2 separate regions of the Hordeum vulgare genome follow, and region 1 is linked to region 2. Evidence: chromatin contacts called from public Hi-C data. All regions are on one chromosome and are shown on one strand. The core of a region is the stretch at or near the end of the contact, and the rest is flanking DNA. Distances in the headings are between cores, read along the strand shown. Region 1 holds the start of LOC123439523 (crocetin glucosyltransferase, chloroplastic-like). Region 2 has its middle 16 kb from the start of LOC123442974.

Region 1 (5,101 bases), core at 279-2,778, 68 kb after region 2:
TCTCAACTTTTATTTTTATTTTTATTTTCAAAAAAGGGTTCTAACTTTTTATTAAATCTCTCTCTCACACACACACATATAGGACAAATTTAATCTACCACTGATGGTAGTTACCATCACTTGTGTTTTGTATGTCGTATGTAGTATCTATCAAATCGGAAAGTATGTACGTGTAATGTGTACTACCTCCGTATTAAAATTCTTGTCTTAGGTTTGTCTAGACATGGATGTATCTAAATACTAAAAAGTGACTAGATATACATTCTTATCTAATCAAATCTAAGACAAGAATTTTGGGACGGAGGTGGTGGTATATAAGAATGTTTAGAGGTGGTGGTATATAAGAATGTTTAGGAAGTATATATACTATTTTTTGATAGTTTGTCTCATAATATGTGTATGCTTCTGTTTTACGTACAAATATATATATATATATGTATGTATTTTACAAATATAATAAAAATCATGGGCCAACTTAAATTTTTTTAGTAACTCATTTCAAAGTATCTTATATATTATATCAACCTATTTAGCCCGTGCGTTGCAACGGATAAAAATACCACATATTTTTAGTTTACAAAAAGTGATCTATAATTTAAGTATTTGTAGCTACGATCCAAACAAAGACGAACTTAGCCTACGAAAATGTAGTTCAAGATTTTACAGGTTTTTTTATTTCAATACGGCTTGCATGTAGATTTAATACATACAAAGAAATGGTCAAGTGATCTTTAATTTTGTTCCTAATCCTGAATTTGCTGAGATGTTCATCCACAATCCAAATTAGTACCGTATGAAAGAAAGAAAGGGTAATGCATTATTGATTAAGATTGCATCCTAGATAATATTTTTAAAATTGTTAACATGTAAAATAACATCATATTCAGATTCTACATATTTTCTAATCAAAAATCATATATAACATGTTAAGTTTGAAGTTACGGTTTAGAAGATATGGGTATTTTAAAAAACATTTAATATGTATTACGGGTTCAATGTCAAAAACATCGAGGGTTTTTCATAAAATAGCATGACGGACTAAGAATATTTATTTTCTTTATTAATAGGTATAGTATAGATTATATCAACCTATTTATAATGATAAAATATTTATACTACGACATGATAGTGTAAAACATCCAAAACATGTTATCTTTGTGAACGAAGGGAGTACCAGTGTTTGTTTTATGGATGGACATGCAAAATTTCAGTACGAACCTCATCAATCAGAGATCCTCGGATGCGTCTCTCCCTCCCAAGTTGACAACCAAGTCTGAGGACTGAGGAGTAGATGTGGCCGTCTGAAGCCATTAATTGGGCAATCCACGTCTTTCTCTTTGCTTGCTGCAGCACGGACCGCCACACAAACACCTGAAGTGCAGCCAGCGCTAGCCCAGCCATGCCTGCTGACCACATGTCTGACATGGCCCCCCCTGCGCCATGTAGTCAGCACTTCCGTCATCCCCGCCGTAATTTTTTCCTCCGCCGGAGTATATAACAAGCGAAGCGAAGGGCCACCTCCACATCGACCACCCGCCGCAACCCACCCCAGTAAGGACACTCTTGCTTACCTGGTACGCTCTTGTCTTCTTGCACTCGCATCGCATCGCACGCACGCAGCAATGCCGGCCATGGAGCGCGTGGGGGAGGCGCCGCACTTCCTCGTGGTCACGTACCCGGCGCAGGGCCACATCAACCCGGCGCGCCACCTCGCGCTGCGCCTGCTCCGCGCCACGCCGGGCGCCCGCGTCACCGTCTCCACCGCCGTCTCCGCCTGCCGCAAGATGTTCCCGGACGACGCGGACGCCGCGGCGGTGGACCACGTCGACGCCGCCGGCGTCCGCTACGTGCCCTACTCCGACGGCTACGACGGCGGCTTCGACAAGTCCGCGCACGACAGCACGGACTACATGTCCAACCTCAAGGTCGTGGGGGCCCGCACGCTGGACGGCGTGCTCGCGCGCCTCCGCGACGCCGGCACCCCCGTCACGCAGGTGGTGTACACTGTGCTCCTCTCCTGGGTCGCCGACGTCGCGCGCGCGCGCGGCGTCCCCGCCGCGCTCTACTGGATCCAGCCGGCCACCGTGCTCGCCGCCTACTTCCACTTCTTCCGCGGCACCGACGGCCTCGACCAGGCCGTCGTCACCGCGGCGAGCGACCCGTGGGCGGACGTCCGCGTCCGGGGGCTCCCGCCGATGCGCGTGCGCGACCTGCCGTCCTTCCTCACCATCGCGTCCGACGACCACCCCTACGCCTTCGTGCTCGCCGCGTTCCGAGAGCTCCTCGACGTGCTGGACCGCGAGGACTCGCCCACCGTGCTCGCGAACACGTTCGATGCCATGGAGCCCGACGCGGTCGCGACGCTGCACCAGCACGGCATCAACGTCGTCCCCATCGGCCCCGTCCTCTCCTTCCTAGACACCTCGGCGGCGGCGGCGGCCAACAACAGCAACGACCTGTTCAAGCAGGACGGCAAGGGGTACCTGGAGTGGCTGGACGCGCAGGAAGCGGGGTCGGTCGTCTACATCTCCTTCGGGAGCCTGTCGACGATGAGCCAGCGGCAGATCGCGGAGGTGTCGCGCGGCATGGCAGAGAGCGGCCGGCCGTTCCTGTGGGTTCTGAGGAAAGACAACCGCGGCGAGGTCGACGGCGACGACTTGTGCACCGGCGGGGGCATGGTGGTGGAGTGGTGTGACCAGGGGAAGGTGCTGTCGCACCCGGCGGTGGGGTGCTTCGTGACGCACTGCGGTTGGAACTCGACGCTCGAGAGCGTGGCGTGCGGCGTGCCGGTGGTGGGAGTGCCGCAGTGGACGGACCAGGGCACCAACGCGTGGCTGGTGGAGCGGCAGCTCGGCACCGGGGTCAGGGCCACCGTGAGCGAGAAGGACGGCGTGCTGGAGGCCGATGAGCTGCAGAGGTGCATAGGCTTCGCCACCTCGGATGTGGTGCGCGCCAAGGCAGAGCTGTGGAGGGAGAAGGCGCGGGCGGCGGCGGCCGTAGGCGGCTCATCCGAGAGGAACCTCAGGGCGTTCGTCACCGGGCAGGTCGCCCTCGCCGGCAACTAGCCAGCCGGCATGCCGGCTTGCATGCGCTGCATGATCCTGCGAACCAAATCGACAGCATATAGGAGTAGCAGTTTAGCGCTTGGCAGGACGACGTACACGAGACGAGACGAGAGGACTCGATCCGTACCTCTTCGCTGTCGTAAATAATTCGATTCGACATTGTAGCTGCTACCTGGGAAAGATCGAATGCCGTTCGCATCTTGCCGAGGCATTCGTTTCGCCGTACTGTAAAATTCTGTTAATCAAGATGTTGTTCCAATCATCTAAATGTATTGCCGTGTTGCTTGACTAATCATCTAGAACTGCAATATCCACCTGACATTCGCCAGGACAAGGGATTCCGATCTCGTTCCATCGATGAGGGGGGAACCGGCTAACGATTATGGAAAATCCTATCTGCTGCACGTCTGATTTTCTTTTTGAAGAAACCTCGTCTTATTTATCCAACAAAGTTCGGAGGAATGCGACTCAAAAAAAAAAGTTCGGAGGAATGGTTACAATTGTTATAGAGTGAAAGTAAAAGGGATAAACAAAGAGTTCAAAAAATCCACTAGTTCCCCAAGATGAAGGGGTGTGTTGGGGAGACACATTTTCCCCAACAATTGACCACATGTTTAATTCTCAATACTTCCCTTGATCAACTCGTCATCTGTATATTGCAAAATAAAAACTCCTTCAAAAACTTTGTGAATTTTTTTTAAGGAGAAACCTTATAATAATATGTCATCGAAAACACCTTAAAAAACCCAGTGGGAAAAATATAAGGAGAAACCAATATGACATACATCCGCACTTGTATTTATATTGTCTCATTAAAAACCTTATATAAGAAACCATTATGGAAAACTCACAAACGAAAAAAGAGTACAATATAAATGATCTGAAGATCACTAACATGTTATAACTTGGGATTTTACTCCCCCCGAATTTCGCAGGCATCAATGTTGTCTCGTACCAATCCCAGAAATTTGATTTTGCAATATAAACGTTGGTAGAGACATTGTGAACCTTACAATAATTTGTTTGCAGATTATCCTCTTACATTTCTGTAATTCACGAGGATAAATATAACCCGTAAGAAATACAAGTGACACTATCTTGGTAGATAATGATCTTTGATTCCAATGAATCTTCACATGATCTCATATGTGGATAGCCATTCTGCAAAGACATGTATATCATGTCATGCTTCAAAATAGTTATGGCAGAATGATCACAGAAAGGACCCATTTAAAGTCTATTCTGAAAGCTTTACTCAAAATACTCTTCCAGTAAATCCAGTCTTTGATATGTCATTGTTGGGATCAGATTAACGGCCACTATCAGGATATCACACCATGGTCCCATCTTGATTTTCCCAATGAAATTAATCAAGATCTTTTGTGTTTTGGACATATCTCACGATATTCTTTACACCAACCATTATACCTTTTATTGGGGATGCACCCTTAATAAATTGCCAACAAATATAGTGTCAGGCCTGACTTACTTAGCAATATATATGAGTGCTCCAGTGGTACTCGGATATGAAACTTCATGTCCATTATCAATTCACCATCTCCCGCGAACTTGTGTCCCATGTCAGGTATAATATGACCTTATGTGTCTTTGATAAGATATATCCATATTGAACTTTTTCAATATTTCCAGATATATAAAGACTGACATACATTTATACCCGAGGCATTATGCTCAAGCTATAAACTTAGCATCATTTGGTTTGACCCAAATATCCGTCTCAAAATGATTGTGTGTATTTAATATGTCTTGTATAGACACTGATGATAAGATCATCCACATCAATAGCATGATGTAAATCCAATTAAGGATATCTTCATGAATACACATCAATAATCATCAGTATTAGAGTAATATTTGTCAAGGAGTAACTCACTTAGTCGGTTGTACCACACAACTCTCCGACCTCTTCACAATCACAGAATGACTTCTCAAGCTTCACACATACATGTTGCGATTTATCATTGCATTCGGAATATTAAGCCATTTCAAGGACTTCAATGTATATATATCCGAAC
Region 2 (4,865 bases), core at 1,670-4,169:
TTAACTTTTTTTAAAGACGTGATAAACTTTTTTCACAAACATTACATAATTTTTGCATACATTTTTCTTATATAGGAGAAACATGTTGTCTACACACATTTAATATTTTTCAAATGGTTCATCAACATTTTTGAAGTGTTGACTGTAAAGTATTTTTGTACTATATTTATTTAGAATAGTCAGATGTGTAGAAAATAAAACGTAAAGCCAAAAAGGTGGAAACAAAACGTGGTTGTGGTCTCCCGCGAAACATCTTCGTGAGGTTTTCTCACTGCAGATTCGGTGTTTGACTTCGACGGTAAGATGCAAACTAAGGATGACGAGTTGATGTAGAGGGATGATGGTGCAGCGATGTCGATTACACATCGCATAGAGCTGCTGAGATCGTGGAAAACTGGTGACAACAAGACGTGAGTGAATTGATGATGGTGCTACTCAAGAACCCGATCTCGTGTTCCGTGTGACTCGAGTTGGTTATGCCTAGCAATGGCTATGGTTTTTATGTTGTTACCATGTTGAATACATTGCTTGGATATGTTCGGACAGGTATTTCAAGGTGAATATCTCTATTATGACCTTGAGTGGTTGGGTTCGGTGACGATGGCGACGAGGGTCGTTCCCTTTATGATGGCACTGTTGTTGAAGAACCTCGTCATTCATGTGGTGTCATGATATATTTGGTGCAGACATGGTCATTGATATAGTGCCTATTATGGATTTGATCACTTTAGTTTTCTTTTCCTATCACCTACGCATAGCTCGGTCTTATATGGCATTGATATTTGCTAGCGTATTCTTCTGCGCATGTGTTGATGTTGGATATGTACATTTTATATATGCAAAGGCCGAATATGCTTATTGTGTTTGTGTCCTCTTGATACCTCATTTCAAGCCAAACAATTCACCATTTGTCAAAAAATGTCTTGCTTATGGCGAGATACTCGTCTCTGACTCATGCATTCTATCTAATGGGCTGACTCAAGTAGCTTTTTGCAGCTAGTTTATTTTTTATTCTCTATTTATTTATTATTTTGAAAACATTCTATATACATATATCTCAAAAGATAAATTTATTTAAAAATAAAAATACCATGAATTTGATTTTTTCAACAAAGTCTCAAATTTTTTGTTAAGATAATTTTGAAAAATATGGGTAAGATTCAAAAACAGTATTTTGATACTAAAATTATATTCAAATGCTTAAAACAATGTAGGAGACATTTAAAAAATTAAAGCATTCTAATTTTTTTTTAACATAATTAATAAAATGTGTGTAACATTCAAAATCAATGGTGTGAATTTAAGAAATGTTCACTCGTTTGAACAAATGTAGCATTTATAAAACACTATACAATGTAAGAAATATTTCCTACCATTCGCACAACGCAAGCTAGAGTTTAAATAAATTCAGACATCTCAAAAACATGTCCGTGACATTTAAAAAAAATACAATGTAAAGAAATTTGTGTAATTATAAAAATGTTCCGTACCATTGACAAAAACACACGTTAAAATTTAAGGATTATTCACACATCTCATAAAATATTTGTGACATTTAAAAAAATGTTCCTTTAATTTTAGAACAATTTTGCGTACCATTCAGAAAATATTTGAACATCTATTTTGAGAAATGTTTAACATGTATGTATTCAAAAAACTGTTCAAAACCTTATTTAAAAAAATGTTAATCATGTATTTAAAAGATGTTAAGCTCGTCTCCTTCGTCGAATCAATGGCGTCATTCCACACAGGCCGTGTAGTGCCTAGCCCGACTATTTAAGCCGACCACTGGCACGGAAATCCTAACCATTCACATCTCCTCCTTCTGTCTGCCGTTGTCACTTTCCACTCCTCGCCCGCCACTAGTAGTAGCCATGCCCTGGCGTCGTCGGGCGTATCTAATGCCAGAGCGCGAGCTGGAGCTCCTTGAGAAGATCCAGACAAGGTGTGAAGCTCGGATCACCACGGGTCTACCTCCGGATGCGATGGATTCGGAGGAGAACTTGGAGGAGGAGGGGGAGTAGGAGGATTAGGTTGAGGAAGAGGGGGAGGAGGTTGAGGGGTAGGATGAGGAGGATGTGGGGAACGCCAGGGACGTGGATCTACATGCAGAGCTGCACGCAATCCTCGATTCCTTCCACTCGGAGTCGAAGGCGAAGCCGAGACATTGTCGTTGGTAAGAGATGGGGCGTAGCACACGCATCGACGAGATGCTCGCGTATATATATGAGGGGGGGGGGGGGAGAGGAGCAACAGTTGCAGTTTTCCTCTGCGCCCGTCCACCCAACGTCCGGCACCGATGGCGTGGACATCTCCAAGGACGAATGATAGCTAGTGTGCCGTAATAGTACGTAGATTTTTTTGTATGGTTTTTATGGACGTAGGAGGTGAAATGTGAGAGATTCACATGTAGAAAAGTAAGTTTAAGGTGTGACCGGTCGCCGTACAACACGTTTGGGGGTCGGATTTGCAAAGTTTGCATGTAGAGAAATATGAAACGTGGTCAGTCACCGTGTGCGGACATGTCTGACACGTTCAGGGTCAGATTTGCAAAGCTCACGTGTAGAGAAGTAAATTTAAAATGTAATCGGTCACGACCGACCGCGTCTATAGCCGAATTTGCAAAGTTCGCTGTGGATGATTTAAGTTGCACCGTGCATCATTTCTTGACTTTGACAATCTTGTGGTTCTGTTCGAGACGCATACGTCCAGGCATCAATATCATGTGGGCATCAATGCACCTGTGCATGTAACGGAATGCATCGAGCCTGGGCCGACCAGAAAGTTAACCACACGCATGCACTCCTTCGGCCACTCAAGCCAAGCCAGCCGGGCCCTGCGCACGTGCTAATGCTCTCTCATTTATCGTCATGGCCAACGTCACGACCTGCCTACGCTAATCAAACATGGATGGATAGGCTACGGCTTATGGGTATCCAAATTTTGCTACTGTACGTACGAACGATCCGGCACGTCACATCCACCGTATCCAAACCGCCGACATGTGTGTCAGCTGTGCATGCATGTGGGCTTTGATCGTGCGTGCCGTAATCCGTCGCCATCGTAGTAGCCAGCTCGTAGAGAACACTTATACGGGAAATGTGTGTTTTACGTCTGTGTATACGAAGTTAGGGTCGACAACGGTGTTATTTTCAACGAGCGCAGAGCTTTCAATTTCTGGCAGCCTGTTCATGACGTGCTTGGGGCATATCCAAGTGGGCCCTCAAACCGTTGGACGGTCTGCTAGCCCCACCCCAAACTCCTCTCTCATCTCTCCCGCACTTTCTATCCAACGCACACTCTTCTTCCCGTCTCGCATTCATGCCGGTCCGGACGTGTCTGATAGCATTGATGTTGTGCGATGTGACCATACGAAGGACAACGTCGATTAAGCGGGGTGATCATGTGTATGCGTGGCCTTATTGCAGTTGTATATACCGTGCTCCGATGATGCACATACCGCTCTGAGCCCCTCCTCCTCTCTGAACTCCTCCTCTCTAGCAAGGATGACGTTGTAGTTCTCCGCATCGGCATGCCCACGACCTTGATATACCAGAGCACAAAGGGGGCCTTATTGAATTAGTGGCATGTTATTCCTAATTGTAACCGACATACTTGTAGCTCTAGGTACCCCCGGTGCCTATATAAGACGAGGGGTTTAGTCTGTAGAGGCAAGGTTTTCAGAATAGAACTCACTATTACGATCTCGAGGTAGATCATCCTCTAAGGTTTTCAGATGTTGTCCAACATTGATGGGCCGTCTCTATTCACTTGAAAGGGTTTCCTCTTGTTACCTCTATGCTAGTTGTTAAAAGGGCACCATCACAGTCAATGACAACCAGGAGCGCTCCCTTCGAACCGAGGAGTAGACCGCGGCCTTTGCGGCGAGGTTCAAGTTGTCGAGGATGCGTCAAGAACCCGAGCTGCATTAAGCAGACAAGACCGTGTCAAGCGGTCTCGGAGTATAAATTTCTCCTCGAAGCAACCATATAGCACCCCTAAATATGCGCTACGTTGTCCCTTTATATGACCGAGTACTATGTTCCTTAGGTTCACAACTTTACGGTAAAAATCCCATGGGAGACAGCAGAGCACAAACTAACAGTTGGGGAGGACTACCCTCAGATTGGACGAGGAAGCACTGATAAAGCAACACCTAGGAGACGCGCTAGAAGGACAATAGTGGATGTAAAACAAGACACTTAGATCTGAGTGCAACTCCTCCTTGGTTATCTTCTTGTTCCACATTTTGTACCTTTCACAGTTATGTTTTGCTCGGTTTGTGTGATTCGAACCTATTGATGAATAAAGAGAAGACCCATTTGGTTAGACCACGAATACACTCATGGCGCATCCTTTTATCATTTTTTTCGTTCATAATCTAGTCATAACTCTTGCGATACACACAATACACACCTCTAAAGCATCAACAACCTTGACGGGGGTCCGTAAATTGAGCCGACCCCGTGCAAAACCCGAGGTAATCTGGAAAGTCCTCGGTCCTGCGTCCTCGGTACTTTGCATTATATGGACCATTTTCAAGTTGTGTCTTTGATCAATAGTTGGGTTGCCCAACTAATGTGCTTACCCCTTACATTTTCGACCTATTTGTCTAAGAGTGTAGAGGGAGCACCACTGCGATTGTTACTTCCGATTTAATTGGTTAAGTACCTTAGTTGGAGAAAGCCAAAAGTTTACTACCACAACAAGAGTAAATCGATCGGTGAACCGAAGACGGTGTTAAACTACGTGCAGTCAATAGCAGTTGTCCGTGTAAAGCGAAGGGCCAATTTTCTTTGAAAAAGGCTGAAGTATAGGTGGTTCAACCTTGGAAAATATCAGGAATTGACATATACCAAAGCTAT

The links. A called contact is a pair of places that touch in the nucleus more often than the background predicts.
Region 1: a Hi-C map of leaf shows a contact between it and region 2, with 2.1 times the contacts expected there. The contact joins the promoter of LOC123439523 here to the enhancer-like site in region 2. A contact is called at or near these places in 2 of 6 Hi-C or Micro-C datasets (leaf and seedling).

What each region holds. Positions count from the first base shown.
Region 1 is chr3H:62,900,885-62,905,985 of MorexV3_pseudomolecules_assembly, forward strand. It overlaps LOC123439523 (crocetin glucosyltransferase, chloroplastic-like), which reads left to right and starts at 1,529. Exons shown (of 1, transcript XM_045116230.1): 1 at 1,529-3,327. The coding sequence starts at 1,623. The coding sequence ends at 3,065.
Region 2 is chr3H:62,831,367-62,836,231 of MorexV3_pseudomolecules_assembly, forward strand. No RefSeq gene overlaps it. Among protein-coding and RNA genes, the nearest start is that of LOC123442974, 16 kb to the left of the region's middle. Within about 2 kb of position 2,920, at least 3 of the 3 cell types and tissues checked have open chromatin away from gene starts, as enhancers often do. A contact at or near this core is called in leaf and seedling, where this site is marked.